5 separate regions of the Zea mays genome follow, and regions 2, 3, 4 and 5 are each linked to region 1. Evidence: chromatin contacts called from public Hi-C data. All regions are on one chromosome and are shown on one strand. The core of a region is the stretch at or near the end of the contact, and the rest is flanking DNA. Distances in the headings are between cores, read along the strand shown. Region 1 holds the start of LOC118472959. Region 2 has its middle 20 kb from the start of LOC100273108. Region 3 holds the start of LOC100501482. Region 4 holds the start of LOC111589758. Region 5 holds the start of LOC100273108.

The links. Hi-C and Micro-C count contacts between places; a contact is called where the count stands out from the background.
Region 2: a Hi-C map of ear shows a contact between it and region 1, with 4 times the contacts expected there. The contact joins the enhancer-like site here to the promoter of LOC118472959 in region 1. A contact is called at or near these places in 2 of 25 Hi-C or Micro-C datasets (ear and tassel).
Region 3: a contact with region 1 is called in a Hi-C map of bundle sheath, with 4 times the contacts expected there. The contact joins the promoter of LOC100501482 here to the promoter of LOC118472959 in region 1. A contact is called at or near these places in 2 of 25 Hi-C or Micro-C datasets (bundle sheath and leaf mesophyll).
Region 4: a contact with region 1 is called in a Hi-C map of tassel, with 3 times the contacts expected there. The contact joins the promoter of LOC111589758 here to the promoter of LOC118472959 in region 1. A contact is called at or near these places in 2 of 25 Hi-C or Micro-C datasets (ear and tassel).
Region 5: a contact with region 1 is called in a Hi-C map of ear, with 2.4 times the contacts expected there. The contact joins the promoter of LOC100273108 here to the promoter of LOC118472959 in region 1. A contact is called at or near these places in 4 of 25 Hi-C or Micro-C datasets (bundle sheath, ear, endosperm and 1 more).

What each region holds. Positions count from the first base shown.
Region 1 is chr7:113,046,734-113,049,433 of Zm-B73-REFERENCE-NAM-5.0, forward strand. It overlaps LOC118472959, which reads left to right and starts at 1,366. Exons shown (of 1, transcript XM_035961006.1): 1 at 1,366-2,296. The coding sequence starts at 1,642. The coding sequence ends at 1,935.
Region 2 is chr7:113,381,631-113,384,330 of Zm-B73-REFERENCE-NAM-5.0, forward strand. No RefSeq gene overlaps it. Among protein-coding and RNA genes, the nearest start is that of LOC100273108, 20 kb to the right of the region's middle. Within about 2 kb of position 1,416, at least 18 of the 20 cell types and tissues checked have an H3K27ac peak or open chromatin away from gene starts, as enhancers often do. A contact at or near this core is called in ear and tassel, where this site is marked.
Region 3 is chr7:112,625,898-112,628,597 of Zm-B73-REFERENCE-NAM-5.0, forward strand. It overlaps LOC100501482, which reads left to right and starts at 1,346. Exons shown (of 3, transcript NM_001366928.1): 1 at 1,346-2,700. The coding sequence starts at 2,090.
Region 4 is chr7:113,344,364-113,347,063 of Zm-B73-REFERENCE-NAM-5.0, forward strand. It overlaps LOC111589758, which reads right to left and starts at 1,384. Exons shown (of 2, transcript XM_023300650.2): 1 at 1,170-1,384; 2 at 959-1,031. The coding sequence starts at 1,384. The coding sequence ends at 959. LOC103632720 (transcription factor MYB20) reads left to right here. Exons shown (of 5, transcript XM_008654463.3): 1 at 1-617; 2 at 708-791; 3 at 876-1,026; 4 at 1,165-1,709; 5 at 1,848-2,700. The coding sequence starts at 1,577. The coding sequence ends at 2,617.
Region 5 is chr7:113,402,078-113,404,777 of Zm-B73-REFERENCE-NAM-5.0, forward strand. LOC100273108 reads right to left here and starts at 1,344. Exons shown (of 7, transcript NM_001147557.2): 1 at 949-1,344; 2 at 258-427; 3 at 1-157. The coding sequence starts at 1,066.

The DNA.
Region 1 (2,700 bases), core at 116-2,615:
TATTAAAGTTTATACGGCCCATACATAGGGACTCCCGATCTATGTGAAAAAAAAATAAATCTAAAGCAAAGTGTAAAAGCAGTGGACTTATGTTTGAAAGGGAGTTGTGTCTTCTGGGTCGGATTTCAGTACGGAAACCGAGTATCGCTAATCTAGACAGCTACTCATGTGGAGAAGCAATAGAGCCCGCCAGATTGATGAGTTGAGAGCAACAGGTCAACATAAAAAAAACCGAGTAGCTTAAGTGTGAAGTTATAATTTATAATACCAATTAAAATAGTTTTTTATCTAAATAATAAATAAAAAGACGTATCTAAATGTTTTCTAAAGATTTAACGCTCTAGTCTTATGATTTTGTGGAGCAGCTAATGACTTAGTTCACCAAATTTCTGAAAGGGAGCTGTACAGGGCCACAAATTAAAAGCGGAGTGACGAGAGTGGTTGCCTGCCGCGTCTGTACCGTACTACGTCATTAGCGCTAGCATAACACCCGTTGCTACTTGCTAGCGTCAATGCAGCAGCTTGCAACAGTGAGATCGAAGCAAGATCTGCTTCTTTTTTGATTTCGGATCTTCTTTTGCGCCTTTTTTACCCCCCGGGTGAAGAAACGTTTTTACCGGCAGCCGGCAGGAGCAAAAGTCACACCTGCCAACATGTTTGGTTCGACAAACTAGTATAACGCCAACGCAATCAAACGAAACACAGTCGCAAGTTTTATCCGTTAGGCGGGCGTAATCGGATGGCGTTCAAGCAAAGTCATATTTTATCCTAACCACGCCTGCAGGACGTCGGTTGAACCGAACCATAACCATATATATGTGGCCATGGCGGACTGGAGGAGGATACGCAGATCTCTATCTATCCTCCAAGCAAAAGAGAGACGTCAGAAGTACCCGGCCTATGGTGAAAACGAAACGTAGATAGATAGATAGATAGATAGATAGATAGATAGATAGATAGATAGATAGATAGATAGATAGGCTCAACCGTCTGCCGGCCGCCTACCTGCCCGTATCTACACCGTCGTCGTCAGGTAGTAACGGTCGGTCGGTCGCATGAAAACGCGGTGAAATCGTTTGCGTCTGGTGCTGCTTGTGGATGACGACGACCGCACGCGTTTTTTTTAATGCGCGGTTCAGGCTGCTCCTGCTCTCATCGACCGCGGTGGCATACTTTCAGACTGTGATGCGGATATTATTAGTAGGTGCGGCTGCAAGCCTGAAACCAGAGGAGAACCGCTTGATGAGGTGTTGGTTGAAGAGAATGGGTGAAATAAATCAATTAAATCGTGCCTTGAATGGCCTGGAGACGGTTCGGCGTGGCGTTCCCTTTCGCGAGGCTTTGGATTGGACGACCGCTCAGCGTTCCCTTCCTTCCTCGCCCATCGCTTTCGCGCCAAAAAGTGGAGAAGCCAAATCCAAGCCTCGCACGCAGCAGCCCCTCTGCCTCCTCCCTCTCTCATGCTCATCCATCTCCGGCGCTATATATATCTATACCGACAGCCGGGACGCCGATCGAGTCACCAACAAGAGTAGTAGTCGGAGCCGTCCGTAGTAGCTAGCGTACGTACGTGTGAGTTTGTGACCAATTCAGAGAAGCCTCGATCATCGTTCGCTTCGCTTCGCTTGTGTGTCGATATATATGGCGAGATCGCCGTTTGTTCCGATGGATCAGGGGAAAGAGCAAGGCGCCGGACGAGGAGCGGCCGGCAATAATAAGGAGCGGCAGGAGGAGGAGGTGCTGCTGGTGCACAGCCAGGTGCGGCGGATCAAGAAGGAGGACGAGGAGGCCTTCAGGGAGCGCCTCCTGAAGCTGCGCCTGCTGGAGACCCGGCCCAACACCGGCGCCGGCGGCGTGGCCTGGCGAGCCCCGCGCTCCCTGTCGCCGCTCCGCCGTGCCGGCAGCGCCATCATCCCGGTCCCGGTGAGCGAGTGACTAGTAGCGAGCATCCGTCGACACGCGGTTCTCTCGGCTGCCCGCGCGCCCGCCGCCGGTTGTAGATATCGCTAGGCGCGTACGTAGCGAGCGTGACCAGTGTTCTTGGGGGGTGTTAGTGAGTGAGCCTGCCCGTGCTTTGCGCCTGCGCGCGCGGACATGGGATCGGAGCTTGGTAGACGACGACGGTATATAGTAGGTAGCATCGCCATGTGTACGTACTGCGTGGTTCCTGGTACAGTAGCATAGCATGCTCTGTTTCTGTATCCTGCTGTGCTCTTCTTCTTGGTGGTGGTGGTGTGTATGTATATATAAATATATGTTTACGATGAGTTATGAGAGGGAGTTTATTACCTGCTTACCTGCTGTGCTGTTTTTTTTTCCTTAATTCGTTCTGTTCTACTATATGCTTACCAGCTGCCATGTGTTCTCAAATCATGTGATCCAATCCAAGAACCGAAGCCAGCCATCCTTCGTGCATGAACACAATCCTCGTAGCAAGCAAGCACCTGGATAGGGCTAATACTAGTGTGCAGGGATGATATATACCTAGCGTACATGGAGGTTTGATGCGCATATATATCCACATACATAAAATCCCGGCCTTTAAAATCAGATCTAATAGTGTACGGTTGTTGTATTTTTTTTTTACGAAACCTACCCTCTCCCATGCCTGGTTTGTTCTGTAGAAAACCCTATATAGTATCGTGCTCGTGCACCGTTGAATCTGGTTCTAAAACTGAAGATTAACTCTATAGATGCACA
Region 2 (2,700 bases), core at 166-2,665, 330 kb after region 1:
AGTAGTTGGTGAGAGTGTTGCTTGCTTGCTATTATAGTTTTTTTATTAGCGTTATATACGTGGTGGATAGATAACTTAGTGCAAGGTCACTTAATTATACAACTTATTATTTATATTTCAATCTCTCTACTAATAATTTTTATATCAAATCATGAACTCAGTTGTTTTTATCACATAAATTTTGGACCATGATCTCACTAATATATCATTACGATACTTATTAATTATGAGAAGAACAAGAGATGAAACTCACGGGTTACCCGTGGATACCCGCTAACCAGATGGGTACGGGTTTGGGTACAATTTTAAACTTGTTTTGGGTACGAGTTTTTAATGGGTATATATATTTTACAAGGGTACGAGTTTGGGATGGCAAAAACCAGCACAGGAGGAGGTGTATAATTGAGTCCATTTGTAATCGGATATTTATCGACTGCTAATTTATTTTTAAACTAAAATGTACTTTAGAATGGTCGCTTACTTGAGACTTGGGAGAAGCCGTCAGCTTGACTTGCTGGCCCGGCAGGGGAAGCGCAAGCAGAGAGTCTACGACGATCGAGCAGAGCTCGTCTGGACTCTGGAAGCTGCGAGTAAAAACTCTGCAGTTCACACCGTACCATGCACAATTCAGACTACCACGTATACGTATACACCAGCTCGATGGCCTGGAGGCTAGCACGCGTGTCCAGAAATAGCCACTGCTACTTTATGAAAAAAGGTAGATATAGGACCGAGTACTGCTACATTCGCATTCATATCATATCCACTACGTACATTTCTGAGTGAAAAAAAAAATATTTTTCCTACAATAAATCCGACATTGAGCTGACCTTTTTTCTGTGCTTGGCTCTCTATTGTTCTGCTGTCAACACGGCATGCAGAAACCCGAACTGTGGACGGAGGGGAAAACTGACAAGTGGCAGCAATGATGATAAAGAATAAGTAAACAACGACAACGTCGTACCCCACCAGATCAGGATATGCTGCTGATCGACCGACTATGGAGTAAGGAGTATGGAGATGGACTGGACGCGTCGTCTACCTTTTCGTTTCGTTGGCAACCGGCGCCGACCCACGCTTGCAAAGATTTGGATTGGATTGGCAGTGGCACTACGTACAATCCCGGCCCCCTGCAGATGGCATTGCACCCTCCACAGCTGGAGGCCAGCTGCATGCAATGCACTACTACTGTCTACTACAATGCAATGCAAACCCTACCACTCCATCTGGGATCGTCAACAGCTATTGTCATGGACATGGTGATTAGCAGGATCTGGATCCCTCCGTGCGCAGCGGTTGACCTAACCCGGCCCCCCCACCGGCCACCACCACCACTTCGCGCTCTCGCCTCTTCGGTGACGACACATGACGGAGAAGGTGACGCCGATGGTGCGCTGCGCACGGGCTGGCCTCGCTCGCGCCTCTAATCAAACCCAACCCATCAAGACAATCACCGTGCGTGTACTGTGTGGGCTGGGGAATCTAGAGAAGCCCATGACGAAACCGACGGGGGAACGCCCACCGGACTTGAAACGCAAGGGAGCAAGCAGGCTTCAATTGGAGGGAGCCCAGGAAAGCTCGAGCTTCCCGGGAAGGAGTAATGGCAGACAGGCAGGCTGGTTTTCCGGGCAAGAAGTAATAATGACCGCATCCAAGTTCCGAATGCCGCTTCTCTCTCGGAAAGGCGAACCGCGAATGGTGCATGCGCAATTTGAAAGGCGACTCGTGCATGCACGTCAAGCTGACTCGCACTTCTAGCAGCAGCAGCTGACGAAGACATGGCATTGTTTGGACATGCGTTAGCACATTCTTAATGAAACAAATCCACTTTTTGCACATACCCTAGTACTAGGAGCGTGCCTCTGGATATATACACCCTCTGGTTCCAAAATTAAAATTCTTGACGTTTAACCTACTAAAAATATGGATGAAAATTCTATAGTACGTTTTAGCTTTTACATGCAACTTTAGCCGTTTTTTACCCCCTACATGCGCGTTTATTCTGCATGCTTCTAATGTTGCGCATTAACTACACCCAGCATGCATGCACATTTTAAAATGTTGGCAACATGATGTGGAAGAGGGTTGACAAGTCTATGTCTATGGGATATCGAACAGCTTATGGAGGTTCCAATAATTGTGGTTTATTAGGAGATGCTGAAGATCATTTTTAAAAGTTTTTCTAAACCTTAGTACACGCATATTCTAGTTCTAATTAATATTACTACTACTACATGCATACTAAGATCATTACTACTCCAACTAATATATAATTCTATTTTGCGCGAGCGAAAAAATGGCGTGTGCATATATCCATGCAGATCGGGTGCCAACAACAAAAAAATAAGAACGCGGATGTAGCTCAGCAAAAAAAAATTACATAATGAAAAAGGGCATCATTTTTTATGTAATTAGACGCATAACCAAAATTTTAGGGCTAATCGATACATCACGCTTAGCAAAAAAAAATCTAGCAAAGTCAGCATATATGTATTATTCGTATCTACATAATTAATTTCAAAATTCATACAACATATATATCACAAATCTTTGATGACAAATTGACAATCTCCTTATAGTGTTAAGGATCATAGACAGGGCCGGTCCTGACATTTCGGGGGGCCTAAACAAAAATTTATATAGAGGCCCCATATAACTAGATATATGTATATATCATCTACACATCTACTAAATACATAT
Region 3 (2,700 bases), core at 96-2,595, 420 kb before region 1:
CGAAGCCTGCTGGAGAGCGAAATAGTGACTCAGAGCATGTATAATACGGATGCGGAGTGTTGCTGGAGTTGGTCTTAGCCGTCCAGGCCGGCTAAACCCAAGCTCCCGACGGGCCCCTGCCACAGGGAAGAAAAAAAACCCTCTCTTTCTTCCTGCCCGGGGGGAGCGACAGCTGGGCCGCGGCACGTGCCGCGGCGCCCTTCCCGGGCGACACGTAGGCGGCCGCACGTGCGCGGGAGCGGCGATCTCACACGGCCGACGCGGGCGGATATTTTCCCACGCGGGCTGCCCCGGCCGCCCGATGGGGATCGGACGGCGCGAGAGGGTCCGGAAGTGGATAGGGCTCAGCGCGGCGTGGTCCCCTTTTTCGCTCGCCTTGGCACTGGCAGGCAGATGCAGATCGTGGGAACTCACGCTTCCAGCTAGCTCCCCCTGTACTGCGCTGTCTCTGCGTGTGAACAACCCAACTTTTTTTTTCACGGTGGTCCCTCGGCCTCCTGTTATTCACATGCCGATCGAGGCGGATCGGGGGGCAAAAAAAATAAAAAAATAAAAAAATAAAAACTCCTGCGCTGCAGGCACAGGATTTGTTTAGGAGCGATTGATTCCTTGTCCAGTTTTTAGCAGTGCGCGGATGGGGCGGCGGCGGACGGGCTTAAGAGTTGCTGGCTGGCAGGAGAAAAAACAACGCGTCATTATCCAGTCCTTTCTTGGAAAAACAATTGAAGTCAAAAGATCGCATGTATGTGCAGGCGTGCAGCTACGAACGGAAATAAATAAATAAATAAATAAATAAATTGGAGACGGAGCAGGCGGGCGACAGATAAGACTCCAGGTTTCGCAAGGAACGCTTCCGTCCCGTTCCTGCTTGCCTTGGTAGAGAGTCCGGAGGAACAAATCCCCACCTCCCCCAACACGCTCTTTGAGCGACCAAAACGTGTGCTCGCTATCTAAAAACCAGCAAACAGGATAACGCTTTCGTTCGAGGCAGCAGCATACCATAATCGTGATCCGAACAGCTGCTGGGCGGGTGGGTGGGCGTGGGCAGCAGGACAGGACGGCAGGCAGAGGGCAAGCGGCCACCCAAGCGATAAACAACAAGAACACAGGGTTGTTTCCAGCAAATCGCCCGAGTTGTATTACTAGTATTTTATTCGGCGCGTCTCCATCGCGAGGCCACTCGGCTCGGCTGCTCGGCTCCGGATCGGCGTCTCTGCTACTAAACTAAAATAAAATAAAACGCTAAAGCTTATCGCAACTCGTTCTCTCGGCTGCTGCTCCTGCTGCTTGCTACTTAAACAAACACATCTCAGCGTCTCTTGCGATCGCTCAAGAGCCACCACCACCAGTCCACCACGCCCCCTGCACGCGACCCGAGGCCAAGAATCGCTTCCGTTCCGCGCCGCCTCCTATATCCAGCGAGCGGCGCTGCCAGCCCACGCCTCGCTCGAATCCCTCCTCCTTCCTGGAAACGGGGTTTGCTTTCCCTGCCCCGCCAAATCCTTTCTTCTCCATCCAGCCGGTTCCTACCCATCCTGCCGGCTGCGGCTGCGGCAGCGGCTGCCTGGCGCTGCCGTGCGTTGCAGAGCGAGGGCGAGGCGGAGGTGGCCAAATGCCGGTCCAGGACCGGGTCGTCGTCGTCGGCGAGCGCGCGAGACTCTGTCTCCCCCCTGCCGCCGGTCTGTCGAGGTGTGGTAGTGGTAGTGGCCGTCCCAGCTGGAGCACCTGAGACGTCGTTGCTCGGTCGTCCGGATTGATTTCGGCCGAAAGCTGCTTGTGGGTTTTTTTTTCCGGAAAGGGAGGGAGGGAGGGAGGGCAGCCTTTTCGGTTTTCTGATTGTTACTAGTTGCTCTGCGGATTCGATTCCCTTGCCGAGATTTATCTCTTCGCCGCCGGAGACTGGTGGACAGCAGATCCTCTTCCATCTCCGCCGGCCGTTCATTCTTAAGCTGCCTGCGAAGCTTTTTCTTGAGACCCTCTCCAGAGTACTGTTCGCCGGATCTTGGTTTGGAGGGCGAGCGGTGAAAGATCGAATCCTTGTTTGGAGGTTCAGCGGCAGGCAGCTCGCTGTGACGTCGCCCGTGCGGGCATGGTGTCCAGATCCTACTCGAACCTCCTGGAGCTCGCCGCCGGCGGCAGCGGCGGCGAGCCGCTGCCGTCGCTGGGGCGCCGCCGGATACCGCGCGTCGTGACGGCCTCCGGCATTGTGCCGGACCTCGACGTCTCCGACGCCGCCTCCGCCGCCGACCAGTCCTCCCACGCGCCGCGGGAGCGCGTCATCATCGTCGCCAACCAGCTCCCCGTCCGCGCCTCCCGCCGCGCCGCCGCCGGCGCCGGCGGCGGCGGGTGGGACTTCGCGTGGGACCAGGACAGCCTCCTCCTGCAGGTCAAGGACAGCCTCCGCGCGCACCACGGCCGCGCGGACGTGGAGTTCGTCTACGTCGGCGGCCTCCGCGACGACGTGCCCCCAGCCGAGCACGACCAGGTCGCGCACGACCTCCTCGAGGGCTTCCGCTGCGTTCCCACCTTCCTGCCCGCCGACCTCCGCTCCCGCTTCTACCACGGCTTCTGCAAGCAGCAGCTCTGGCCACTGTTCCATTACATGCTGCCACTGTCGCCGGAGCTAGGCGGCCGCTTCGACCGCCTCCTCTGGCAGGCCTACGTGTCGGTCAACAAGATCTTCGCCGACAAGATCCTGGA
Region 4 (2,700 bases), core at 134-2,633, 300 kb after region 1:
CTCAGGGTCCGCCGCTAACCTCTGGTACTGCTTGGCCTAAGCATCGCGGGCGTCCTCCTGGCAGCGCGGCGATTGAGGCACCATACGCGCCCTGACCACGACGCTTTCATGGCCCGCCTAGAGCTCCTCCCACCGCCACAGCCTCCGCCGTCGCAAGGAGGCCAGCCCGGGCGAGGTGGCGCAGGCCATCGCCATGTTCCCCAGATCCTGTTCCACAGCGTCGCCTTCTTCCAGGTACACCCAGCTCTCGCCTTCTTCAGGCACAGCTCCAAGCCGTCAAGCGCCACCCAGTCCCGATTCCCTTCACACCGTCTCTCGCCCTATCCTATCTGACGGTCCAAGACTCTGAGTTTGCCGTGGTGAGTGTGCTTCACTGCTTCTCTAATTCCTCCCGTTGCATTGGTTCGATGGAATATGGCGCTGAGGAGGAGGCGGCGACCGATGACCCCAGTAGCAGCGGGGGCACCAGGCGTTGGGCGACTGAAGGGGAGCCCGAAGCTGACTGTGGATGCGGACATGCGAGATATGGCGAAGACGGCCGCGTGGAGCGTTAGTTCCTACAGGGCTGGCAACGGTGTCACGGCCCTGCACGACAACAACCTTGACACCTGCCGACAGTTAGTGACAATTGCTCATCGCTTTTATTCTTTGTTGAATTAGTTGAAGCTAGAAGGTCAGAGTTTTTAAAATCTACGATTTGGTTTCAGGTCTGATGGGGCTCAAGTGTACAGCCGCAAATGGTGAACATCCAGTTCCAGAAGAAGTTGCAGGCGTGTAGCTGCAGCCTGCAGGTGCCTGCTTCAGTACAGATTCTACTCCCTTTGCCTTGCGATTCGATGGTTTTGAGATTTAATTAATTCTATGTCGTGCGGCAGCTCGTCGTGATATACGTGGATTTCAAGCTCGAAGAAGTGCTCCACTAAAAATGAAACGTTAGAATTCAGCTGAGCATCTTACTCTACATTGCAGCAAACTGTGACGTGCTTTGCTGAGTTAGATTAGTCTGGCATGCTTGAGTTTCCCATGGTAAAATTATCATTCATTTGCATTGTACTTCTATTTTTTTAAAGAACTTTGCCATTTGTTCATACCAAACCGGTCTATTTTATGTGTCTACTTTGAATCGCACTAAATTAAGTTTATTAATGCATTCGGCTAATGTAGGTAGGGCGCCGCGAAGCGCGCCTCTTTTTCTAGTAAACAAAAGCGCAAATGGAAGCCGCTTCACGTAGCAGCCCGTGCAAAGCAAGCGAAAGGGACCCGCGAGCAGCGAAGCAACCAGGCCAAGCGCAACACGACCTACACCGTGGGGCCGGCCATCCAGGAGACACGCGTATTCCGTCCTGGACAAAGGACCGCATCCACTTGCTAGCTCGCTAGTCATTACCTGATTTCGCCGCGGGCGTCGTCGTCTTTCTCCTTCCTCGTCCTTTATAAAGGAAGGTGGCAATGGCCTTTCCCTCTGCACCGCCAAGTTAGCTTGCCTAGCCACATCAAAGCAAAGCTAGCTACGGCCAGCTTTGGCGATCTGCTTGCTTCTCTCTGAGCGTTTCTTTACAACTAAACCAACTGAGCAATGGGGAGGCAACCGTGCTGCGACAAGGTGGGGCTGAAGAAGGGCCCGTGGTCGGCGGAGGAGGACGAGAAGCTCGTCACCTTCCTCCTCACCAACGGCCAGTGCTGCTGGCGCGCCGTGCCCAAGCTTGCCGGTGAGTGAGCGTGCCTGACTGACCATCCCGCTTCCATCGTGTTAATTAATTTGGCTCATACTATTAGGCTTCCATGCACGCTAAGACGCCAACGACATGACGATGAACCCACTTTCTCTCTCTCTGTATAATGGGCAGGGCTACTGCGGTGCGGAAAGAGCTGCAGGCTTCGGTGGACCAACTACCTGCGCCCGGACCTCAAGCGCGGGCTGCTGTCGTCGGAGGAGGAGACGACGGTGATCGACCTGCACGCGCAGCTGGGCAACCGGTGGTCCAAGATCGCGTCGCACCTGCCGGGACGCACGGACAACGAGATCAAGAACCACTGGAACACGCACATCAAGAAGAAGCTGAGGAAGATGGGCATCGACCCTGCCACCCACAAGCCCCTCCACCCACAGCCAGCAGCTCCTCCTCCGACTCAGCAGGAGCAGGACACGGGCGGGTCGCCCGAGGAGGAGGGGGAGAAGGCCGACGCGGTCATGATGGCAGCAGCTACGCCGATTATCGGGCACGAGACGGCGCCGTTCTTTACCGACGAGGAGGAGATGCTGGCGCACCTCCTTGACGACATCGACGACTTCCCACCCGCGGCTTATTCTCCCGACGACTCTTCTTCGCCCTCCTCCTCCTCCTCCGCGTCCCGGTCGTCTCACTCGGCCTCCGTCGTCACAGCGCCGTCGTCGAGCGGAGCTGGTGGAAGCAGCGTCGCCGACGGCGAGCGGCCGCTGCAGATGGTGGAGTGGCCTGAGTCCATGTGGCTGGACGACGACGTGGTGCCCGGCCTGGCCACGACGCCGTGGGAGTTCGAGGACGACAACCCCTTCCTCGCCTACCAGAGGAACAACGCTCTGTTCGATCACCAGCTGGAGGCATGGAACAACGACGGCAGGGTCGAGCTGTTCTGAGGCGCTGAGATGATCTACTTCTTCCTCGATCGTCATTAGATTAGATGTAGTTAATTAATACGTCATCCCCGGCCTACGATCGA
Region 5 (2,700 bases), core at 94-2,593, 360 kb after region 1:
ACGCAGTACCGTTCGGAAGGCTAGGCGAGCTCTGGACCCTGAACATCGGACTGTTCTGGTTGAACGGCGACGAGACCGGAGTGACTCTAGCCCCGTTCAGCGCATGCTGCGTGCGGTGCGCGGCGGCGTAGTGCGTGCTGTCGGGGCCGAACGACCTCTGCAAAAGCATCATCAGAGGCCCGAAAAGGGACCTAGATGTATCAGTAAAAACTCGGAAGCTGACATGGACCAGAACCAAGAAGGGCAGCCGCGCAAACCTGGTGCGTGAGGATACGAGGGGCCGGGTTCTTGGCGCCGTCGAAGGAGGAGAACTGGGGGAACGAAGCTGACCGGAACGACATCAACGCCGGGGCGGCGCCGGGCTTGCTAGCGAAGGACCAGTCCATTGCCGGGGCTGCTGCTGCTGCTCCTGCTCCGCCGAAGTAAGCTGGGGAGAGAGATTGCACACATGCCTCTGACAATCAGACGCCGGCACATAAATACACACAGCAAAGCAAGAACCCAGAGATGGATCCGTTAACCATCCCCATCCCACACGAGCGATCAGACTACTAGCAGCTCGAAATCAACTAACGACACGCGCGGCTGTCCGAAAGGCTCGGCCAGCCTCTCCCGGAAACATCGTCGCTTTCTTCACGTATTAACTCTCCCCACAATCGAGCGTACACGGCAGGCCGGCCGTCAAAAGGAATTCGGCAGGCATGCCAGCCAAGCAAGCCCACACTCTTTGTTGCGAAGATAAAGTAATCAGCAACAAAACACACACAGAGAAAAGAGAGAGAGAGAGGAAAGGGACGCTTGAATTTCGCAGCGCACCCATGCCGCATCTCGCCGCACCGAATGGAGCGAACCCAACCCCAGCACGGCAAGAAACTAGGGCACGGCTCGGTGCGGGCACAGATCAAGAAACGCAGCGCGGCAGGCGGCGAAAGGAGGCCGGGAGCATACCAGATTCCTCCGCGCCTGCCTCCTCCTTGTGCGGGTGCTGCTGCTCCTTGCCGATCGCGGCCAGGAAATCCCTCTCCATCCAACTGGACTCCGGAAAGGAGGCACCAGATTTTGCCATGCCCTCCCGAGGTAACTGCTGGTGGGTGGAGTGGAGAGACAAACAGCGGCAGCCCCCTCCAGGCTCAAGCAAGCTCTGTGAAGCCTCTCTCCCCTCAGCTCCTCGCCTTCTCGTCCGCCCCTCCACTAGCTAGTGATGACGGTGCGCGGCAGCATTGAAAATTCTCCTCTCTCTTCTCCTCTCCTCTTGTAGTTGTAGGCCTGCCGTGTGCCCGTGTGTGCTATTTGTGTTTGTTTAATGGCTTGCGCTTCACTTTTTAATTGAAAACGAGGGCATTAGGAAACAAAAAAATAATTAAAAATAGGAGTAGGAAACAAAAGAAATAAAGGAGTGGTTCGCGTGGCGACTAGGGGCCAGCGGGCCCGGGCCGCGGTGACCGGATCGCTCGCGTCGTTCTCGGCGGGGCCCGCGCCACGTTTACCGGTTCCCCCGGTCGAGTCCCCCACGTGGTACGACACAACGTCCTTCCTGCTGCACTCTGCCTGGTTACGTCGAACGCCACTGACATTTTGGGCGGAGAGGAATGGAACCCCGCATGTCGGTGGAAGAGTGTGCGGCGACCGAGCGTCCAGCGTGGCTCAGACGCGGTGGGCGGGTCGTTGATAGGACGACACGTGTCCGGGAAGGAGAGCGCACGAGGTGAACCGTGGTGGGCGGCCAGTGGCTCCCGCGGTGGGGCCTCGGGATTCTCTGCGCGGGGAACGGGTCCCACGTGAGTTCTGCTCCGGACCACGATTCACGAGGCCACCGAACTTTTTACATTTTAACCTTGTTTTAGGACCGTTTGTTTTCTCGTTAAACTTTAGCACTATATTTTTTTCTTCTGAAGTTTAGACGCTAAAGAAACAAACATGTGACAAAAAGTGTTGTGCTAAAGTTTAGCATATATTAGCACTTTAGCTCAACCAAAGATGATAAAACTATGCTAAAAATAGTCTCCAATCCTATTTTGCATGGATTACCCCTTTCACTCTCCCACCATTGGCCGCCGCAGTTGATAAAGTTTAGCACTTTATCCAAACAGTCCTCAAGTGCTAATGTTTAGCACATGCTAAATTTTAGCAGCCGCTAAACTTTAGCACTAGAGATATAAACATACCCTTAATTTTAATTTCGTATCTCTAATACAACTATTAATGTGTTTGGATTAATGGTATCTTACTCATTTAGTATATGGCTATATGCCAGGTAGAATGAAAAGCTGATGTGACATGTGAGTAAAGAGGAAAGAGAATAAAGATTTTAATAGAGATGTCGCTCAGGCACGATTCATACTCTTGTATACATCTAACATTTAATAATCCTGTAAGACTATTGAACATCAGATGATATTATAATTAGGACAACTATATCTTGTATAGCAACATATGATTTGGCAAGTTGTATATCGTGATAAGAAATAGTGGGTTAGGAATAGCCTAAGGCTACTCCAAATAAGAGTTTCATTGTGTTATTCTTAATATTGCGCACCATCAAGAATGAGATGAAAAAAGAATAAAACATGCAAAAGTTTTAGTTCATGATTTTACATGCTAAAATGTCAATTAAATGTTGCATCGAAATGACCAATAAAAATGTATGAAATGAAAAAAATTGCTCTCAATGGTGGTTTCATGTGTTTTTCAATAACTTCA